Linked DNA regions of Mus musculus: region 2 is linked to region 1. The links are chromatin contacts, called in public HiChIP or PLAC-seq maps. All regions are on one chromosome and are shown on one strand. The core of a region is the stretch at or near the end of the contact, and the rest is flanking DNA. Distances in the headings are between cores, read along the strand shown. Region 1 overlaps Ptk7 (PTK7 protein tyrosine kinase 7). Region 2 overlaps Bicral (BRD4 interacting chromatin remodeling complex associated protein like).

Evidence for each region. HiChIP or PLAC-seq counts read pairs in DNA pulled down with a chosen protein or histone mark.
Region 2: a contact with region 1 is called in an H3K4me3 HiChIP or PLAC-seq map of bone marrow-derived macrophages, with 4 times the contacts expected there. The contact joins two enhancer-like sites. A contact is called at or near these places in 1 of 484 Hi-C or Micro-C datasets (embryonic stem cells), 5 of 115 datasets of contacts at active chromatin or transcription factors (the SCID.adh cell line, bone marrow-derived macrophages and embryonic stem cells) and 1 of 9 other capture datasets (adipose tissue).

Annotation. Positions count from the first base shown.
Region 1 is chr17:46,608,326-46,611,929 of GRCm38.p6, forward strand. The region is part of intron 1 of Ptk7 (PTK7 protein tyrosine kinase 7); the gene reads right to left. Among named protein-coding and RNA genes, the nearest start is that of Ptk7, 19 kb to the right of the region's middle. Within about 2 kb of position 1,581, at least 95 of the 459 cell types and tissues checked have an H3K27ac peak or open chromatin away from gene starts, as enhancers often do. A contact at or near this core is called in bone marrow-derived macrophages and embryonic stem cells, where this site is marked.
Region 2 is chr17:46,797,862-46,801,465 of GRCm38.p6, forward strand. It overlaps Bicral (BRD4 interacting chromatin remodeling complex associated protein like), which reads right to left. Exons shown (of 11, transcript NM_001100452.1): 11 at 255-3,604. The coding sequence ends at 3,187. Among named protein-coding and RNA genes, the nearest start is that of Rpl7l1, 17 kb to the left of the region's middle. Within about 2 kb of position 1,985, at least 21 of the 459 cell types and tissues checked have an H3K27ac peak or open chromatin away from gene starts, as enhancers often do. A contact at or near this core is called in bone marrow-derived macrophages and embryonic stem cells, where this site is marked.

The DNA.
Region 1 (3,604 bases), core at 331-2,830:
CCCAGTGGAAGGCATGCCACAATCCCCATCGTGCAGATGTGGTAACTGAGGCACAGAAGCAAGGCTACTTACGGAAGCTGGTAAGAGACAAAATGCCGAAGTCAAACTTCAGGTCACATCTGGCTGCAGGGTAAGGCTTCCTGTGACTACTAGCCTTGCCTACTCTGTCGCTTGTGACAGGAGAGTACAGAGAATTCTTCAGAGAAGCCTCTAAGTCAGATGGAAGGGTTATAGAGATGAGGTGGGGAGACTAGAAGGGTTTTATGGAGTTATGAAAGAAGGATGCATGGAAAGTAGGAAGCCAGAAGCCAGAGGACTAGAAACAGAATCCACAGCCAAGCCCTGCTGAACACCAAACATAAAATACAAGCCAGAGGACACTGGGCAACGGTGGCACATGCCTTTAATCCCAGCCCTTGGATCTCTGTGAGTTCTAGGCCAGCTTGGTCTACAGTATGATTTCCAGGACAGCCAGGGCTACACAGAGAAACCCTGTTTTGAAACCCTTCTGAAGGTACCAAGTTCAAATCCCAGCAACCACATGGTGGCTCACAACCATCTGTAATGAGATCTGACTCCCTCTTCTGGAGTGTCTGAAGACAGCTTCAGTGTACTTACATATAATAATAAATCTTAAAAAAAATAAAATAAAATAAAGAAGCCAGGTAGTGGTGGTGCATGCCTTTCTGAGTTTGAGGCCAGCCTGGTCTACAGAGTGAGTTCCAGGATAGCCAGGGTTACAGAGAAACCCTGTCTCAAAAAAACAAAAACAAAACAAAACAAAACAAACAAACAAAAAAACAAAACCAAAAAAAAAAGAAAAGAAAAGAAAAGAAAAGAAAAGGGAAGAAAAGAAAGGAAGGAAAGGAAGGAAAGAAAAGGAAGGAAGCGTGATGGCACACGCCTTTAATCCCAGCACTCGGGAGGCAGAGGCAGGTGGATTTCTGAGTTCGAGGCCAGCCTGGTCTACAAAGTGAGTTCCAGGACAGCCAGGGCTATAAAGAGAAACCCTGTCTCAAAAACAAAAAACAAAACAAAACAAAAAACAAAGGAAGGAAAGCCAGAAGTGAATGAGTGAGTAAATGAGATGAGAGCAGAAAGCTCTGAGAGGCTGTTAGCCATATTGCTGTGGGGCTGGGGGTGGTGGTGGTGGTGGTGGTGGTGGTAAGGCAGCAGATGTACAGTTACCTTGCTCTGGGTGTCCCCGGTTAAAAAACAAACCGCCACCACAGAAGTCTGCCTTTCCCAGCCGGACAAAAAAAGCTAAACTCTCCGACATTGAGGAGAGCGGCAGGCTCTCCCATGGAAGTGCTGAGTGTTGTCTAATACCGTACCTCTTCTACAATCCCCAAGGCTGTCTGGAAACCACTACTGAGGGTTAGCTGCCCACCTCAGCAAAAGCCAAATTAACTCTAAACCAAATCACATTCACCGGTACCAGGGTTAGGACAACATATTGTGTTGGGGGCTGGAAAAGTAGCTCAGAAATAAAGCAAAGGAAAATGGGCTGGGCTCAGCTGTGGACGCCCCGCCTCAGCTTCCTGTCCGCTGGGCTACAGGCGTGTATGAACACGCCCCACTCTGATGGGTACTCAGCCCCGCCAGGAGCAGGGCACTGTTCTCATGCCGGGACACACAATGGTGAAGTGGACAGGAAGCTTTCTGCCCTCCGGCTTTACACAGCCTCTGAAGATGGAATAAAAGCAGCAGGGTCTGGCCTGGAAAACAGGGGGTCTGCTTAGTCCCTTGGCTGTACTCAAACAGGGTCCCATTTCGATCCCTTCAAGAGGCTGCTGTGGAAATCTGGAAGGCTCTTCTACGGAAGGAAGAGAGCGACCAGGGAAGGCAGGACAGATGCCAGCAGGATGAGCTGTTCCCCATTCCCCCCTTACCCCCCCCGCCCCGCCCATTTCACCCAAGGTGTCTAGGACCAACAAAGGTCAACACCCTCACAGCTCCTACTTGGCTCCAGGAAGGAAGAATTACCAAAGAACCACGCCACCTCCTCCACAAGTCCCTGGGGCAAGCAGGAACAGATTTGACTTTCCTCCCCCAATGTGGGGAGTGGCCAGGTCCTGCCTGGCTGTAGTCAGTGCATATTTAATAAGTTTTATTTTTAGATTTATTTATTCTATTTTATGTAGATTAGTGTCTACCTGTGCACCAGTGTGCACAGTGCCCTTAAAGGTCAGAAGCATACGTTGGATCCCCTGGATGAGTATCGTGAGCTGGGAACTGGATCCAGGTCCTCTTCAGGTTCAACCTTCACTACTCAGCCTTGCTTTGATCATTACTGAATCACGTTCTCAGATCTCCATCTGTCTAGTCCCACGTCCGCCCCGAGTCCCACCTCCCACCCTCTTAGATGGTTTCAAACCTGGAAAGAAGAGGGTGAGACTGATTTCCACAGACTTCCATCACGTGCTCCCATCTCTTAGCACAGCCATGATGGATCCACAGGGAATCATGAATAGTTGTTTTCAGTGTGCTGGGCTGAGGGTGCATACCCCACTGAGCTTCTGCTGGCCTCTGCTGCATTTCCTAGCCCTATCCTATTTATTATCCTGTGATGGCTGGTTAAGGAGTTGGGGTGTGTGTGTGTGTGTGTGTGTGTGTGTGTGTGTGCGTGCGCGCGCGCGCTAGATGGGGAGAGTGAGGCCTGGGTGTTTTGATGCTTGGAACTGAACTTGGGCCCCCTGGAAGGGCAGCATGTGCTCTGCTGAGCCATCTTGTCAGCTCTCTGTTCTGATTGTTAAATAGTGTGTGGAGGCCAGGAGACAACTTGCACGAGTTAGTTCTTGCCTTCCACCATAGAGGTCCTGGGGATCAAACCCAGGTCATCAGCTTTGGCAGCAAGCCTCTTTGTCCACTGAGCCATCTCATCGGCCCAGCTTTTTAAATAGCTTACTTCCTTTCTCCAGCAGAATTCCAAAGAAGCAGTGACGAGAGCTGTCTTAGTTAGGGTTTCATTGCTGTGAAGAGACACCATGATCAAGGTAACTCTCATAAATGAAACCATTTAACAGAGGCTGGCTTACAGTTTCAGAGGTTTAGTCATTATGGCAGAAAACATGGCGGCATGCACGCAGACATGGTGCTGGAGGACACAAGAATTCTACATACGGATCCGAAGGCAGCCAGGAGGAGGCTCTCTCCTGCACTGCATTGAGCTTGAGCACTAGGAGCCCACAAAGCCCACCTGCACAGTGACACACTTCCTCCAACAAGGCCACGCCCATTCCAACAAGGCCACACTCCTAATGGTGCCACTCCCAATGGGCCAAACATACCCAAACCATGGCATGAGCCAAGCCACATCCAGGAAGTAGGACTGGACAGTCGTGAAGAAAATCAAGGGGACATTAATAGTAAGTGACCCCTGCTGGACTGTGGGGTCTCCCAAGACACACGGCCAAGGAGAGGGGACCCCCAGGAAGTGGGTCTCTTGTAACTCACATTCCACGGTCAGCCGTAACACACCTGAAGAGTCTCTCTGAAAACCACCTGGCTGGGCCTGAGTGTGAGAACGGACAAGGGGAACTGTCATCTTCATGTGACACACGAAGACATGGAATTCTACAAAGCCAAACCTTTCTAGGGTGGG
Region 2 (3,604 bases), core at 735-3,234, 190 kb after region 1:
CTGAGCTAAGGACCCAGGTGCCAGCAGGGAGGGAGACCCCACATGGGACATGTAGGAGACTAGACTTCACTCAGCAAACTCCGTCTAATCTGTAACTGTGGGAAAGCTGGTCAGGTGAGATCCTGTCTCCCCTAATGAAGGTTACTTTTTGACAATGTTAAATACATCTACAGAGAATTCCCACTGACCGCTTACCCACTTCTTCTGGGGAACAGGAACCATTGCTAGTTGCAAAATCAAGACAATCACAGTGACACGTTTTCCCAAATCTTTGGCTGTATTGCAATGGTTGTTTCATTTTGTAATCTCCAACTGAACATACCCTAACCATGGATTAACAATATAGGTACTGACTGGTTTAACAGTATTTATCCAACATAACAAAATAAACTGCAATTTGTTATACTTTTTTTTTTTTTTACAAAACATTTTATAAATATTTTTACAAAATGTATACAAAGCAATTTCAAGTGAGACATACTATACAAATGAAGGTATTTAAGCAAATAAAGCCACGCCACACTGACAGTGAGTGACCGTCCTTGGAGCCGGCCAGCCTGTGAGGCCTCCCTAATCTAACAGAGTCTACTAAAGTCTCCAGAACTAAAGGGTTTCCTTATCGTAATTGCCAGTTCAAAATTTGCTTCATCTTTAGGCAGTACTTAAGGACACAGAAAATCAATGCGTAATAACAAATTCATACTTTTCCACAACAACAAACGGATTAAAAACAAAGGGAAGAAAAGGTGATTTTTTTTTTTTGTTACTGAGCACGCGTTCTAGAACTCAACTGACTAATGACCCTGAACCACCAACGTTGGCCACTGAGGCAGAGCGCTTCCCTTCAGCAGTGGGGGCTCGGGAGTGAGTTATGACCCATGTGGTGTAACCTAATCACAGGAGTAAAATACACTTTGTAATCTTCATTTGTCATTATCTAGAGTCTTTCCTCCATAAAAAGTAAACTTACATACAAGGACACAAAAATTTACAAGTTTCATTTTGGTACAGTAGGCTCTCCTTGTGTGGGACTAATGTCATGGTGAGAAGCCCTGTAACCTGACACACAGGAGAGAAAACTAGGGCCAGGGCCGGGGCTGGGGAGGGAGGGAAGAGATAACAAATATACACGAGACTTTCTTGTCTCTTGAGAATTCCACTGATTTGCAATAATTAAAGTAATTCATTAGTAGCCATGTGCTGCAGGCATCCAGGGGCCATCTTGAATGGTAACCATGTGGCTATGAGAAGAGCCTGTGACAGAGAGATCAGGGCAGCCCAGACAGAGGTCTAACTGGTAAACAACTCATCTTTCTAATGTGTTATAATACAGGAAGGAAGTCAGCAACTTGGACATTGGCACAGAGAAGGAAGAAAAGGACAACTCGAAGACAGCCCAGACTCTTCTAGTTTGGTTGGCTGGGCTGTGGGCGGGAGAAGGTCCATCGCTCTCAAAGACTGGCTGTCTCACAGAGTTTTTTTGTGTAGTGGACAGAGGGGTAAAAAAGGCCCACACAGTCTGCTATTGCTCAAATTTCTCTCCTTCTGTGTTTGAGGCAGGGGTGTGTTATATAGCCCAAGCTGGCCTTGAACCAGTGACTCTCCTGCTTTAGTCACCTGACTGTTGGGATTACAGGTGTATGCCACCATGCCTAGATTGTTGCTGTGTTATGTGAAAAAAAGATAAAAATCAAAATCAAAAGCCTTCCTTTCCATTGCAGGCCAATCTGGAAAAGAAACACTCTACATGATGACCATAGGGACAACTCCATTTTGGGGGTATAACGAAGCAGAGGAGATCAACGGATGCATTTACACAGCCTGGGGATGAACAGAGGGAGGAAGCCCTCACAGGCATCAAAGCTACCTCTGGATCCCAGAGGTTGATGGAGACGTGGGAGGAGGGTTGCAGACACAGCACTGTGGGCCATTACCACACAGGAAGAAGCAAGTAGCAACAGAACACGCCCTGGTGCAGGCCCGCACAGAGGGAAGGATGAGGGCCACTCCCGGAAAGGAACAAAAATAATAAAGAGGAAGGCTCGATCGCTATGGTGAACTGGACCACACACAGCGGGGGCGGGGCCAGGACATGGCCCCCTGTCTCCTGCCTCGGTTCCTTCCTTCAGTGGCCTGCTGGTTGTGACCTTTGGTTTACTGTGTTTGGGAATGAATGACTGATACTGTTGACTACTATTCTCACGAACAAGGCCAGAGTCCCGTTCAAAAGCCTCAACTGAAAGAGTACAACACAGTTTTTAAGTGAAAGCCTTTTGATGCTTGGCTAAGGGCTGAGGGAAAGGGGACAACGAGGTTGAATGGAACAGAATTCAGCGATAATAAAGAACATAGGTTATGTTGACTTCACCCAATTATAAAATGCAAACCTCTTTTAAGTTGATGGAATACACGGAGACCCCGGTGCCTCCCCAACTCGCTGCCTTACAACTGACTTCCACTGTTCCCTAGTGAGCCTGTGAGAATTTCAGGGCGTACACCTGGGGCTAAGAACAGACCATTCTCAGACAGAATTCAGCACGAATGTGTTGAAGACAAACACAAGGCTTTGCTTTTGCAGCATCGCACAGCACTGGATGTCAGGAGGATGCTCTGTGGCTGTGCTCCTGGCGTCTTAGCCAGGGCGGTGGGCTTCCAGGCAGAGCACCGGCTACCCACCACTCAGCGGGCTGGTCAGGGAGAGTCTTCCCTACGCAGATACCCTCTCCCCCTGGAACAGAACAAAACCAAACCACTACTTTGGAGCTGCAGTGAGAAAGTCTTTAAATCAGTCCTGTTTGATTTTTCTTTAATAAGTCTGTTCTTTTGAAATGACTTATGATTGTCAAAATTTTACCCAGGGCCAAGTGTACTGTGGTCTTGAGCGACAGTGCTAAGAAACAAACCACAAAACAAATTAACGAACAACAATGGCCGTAAGCACTTTCGTAACACTTGAAATGTGGAGGGCCTATCGGACTGCTTTCTAGAGAGAGGTGGGTGTACTGAGGGGTCTCCCCGCAGCCATGACGACATGTATTGCTCTTCAAAAGAACAGGGTGAGATTAGAAAGGATAACCTGTGATGGAGGACCAAGCAGGCTGGAGACAGACGGGAGCCGTTTCCATTTGCTTTGCTGGGAGAGAGTGTAACTGGTCCGGGGCAGGGTCTGGAGGAGGACGGCTGCTATTAACACTCTAGAATACTATTTACAGCTGCTTCTAAAATGGAGTCCGTTTCTACAACGCCTTCACTGTGGTCCGGGATGAATTTTTCTAGGCAGTTTTCCTGCGAAGCCATTGGAGAAAAGCTGGGGAAGTCCAGGTCCGCCGCACCGCTGGCCGTAGGGTCGCTTGGCGGCCGCCCCGAGTTCTTGAGTTCCAGGATGTTCTTAAAGGTTTTCTCTAGGCTCTTGGTGAGCTGGAGATCTGGCTGGGGCTCACCCGACCCTTTCATGATGTCTGTGTGTAAAACCTCATTCTTTGGGGAATTCCTCAGCGCTTTGTCCTGGAAGGAGTCGAGACAGGGCATCTCCATGTGCGAGCTGGCCAGGACGCCGGGGAGCTTGCTCTCAGAGCCGTGATCTGGCCTGGGCAAGCTTTTGCGG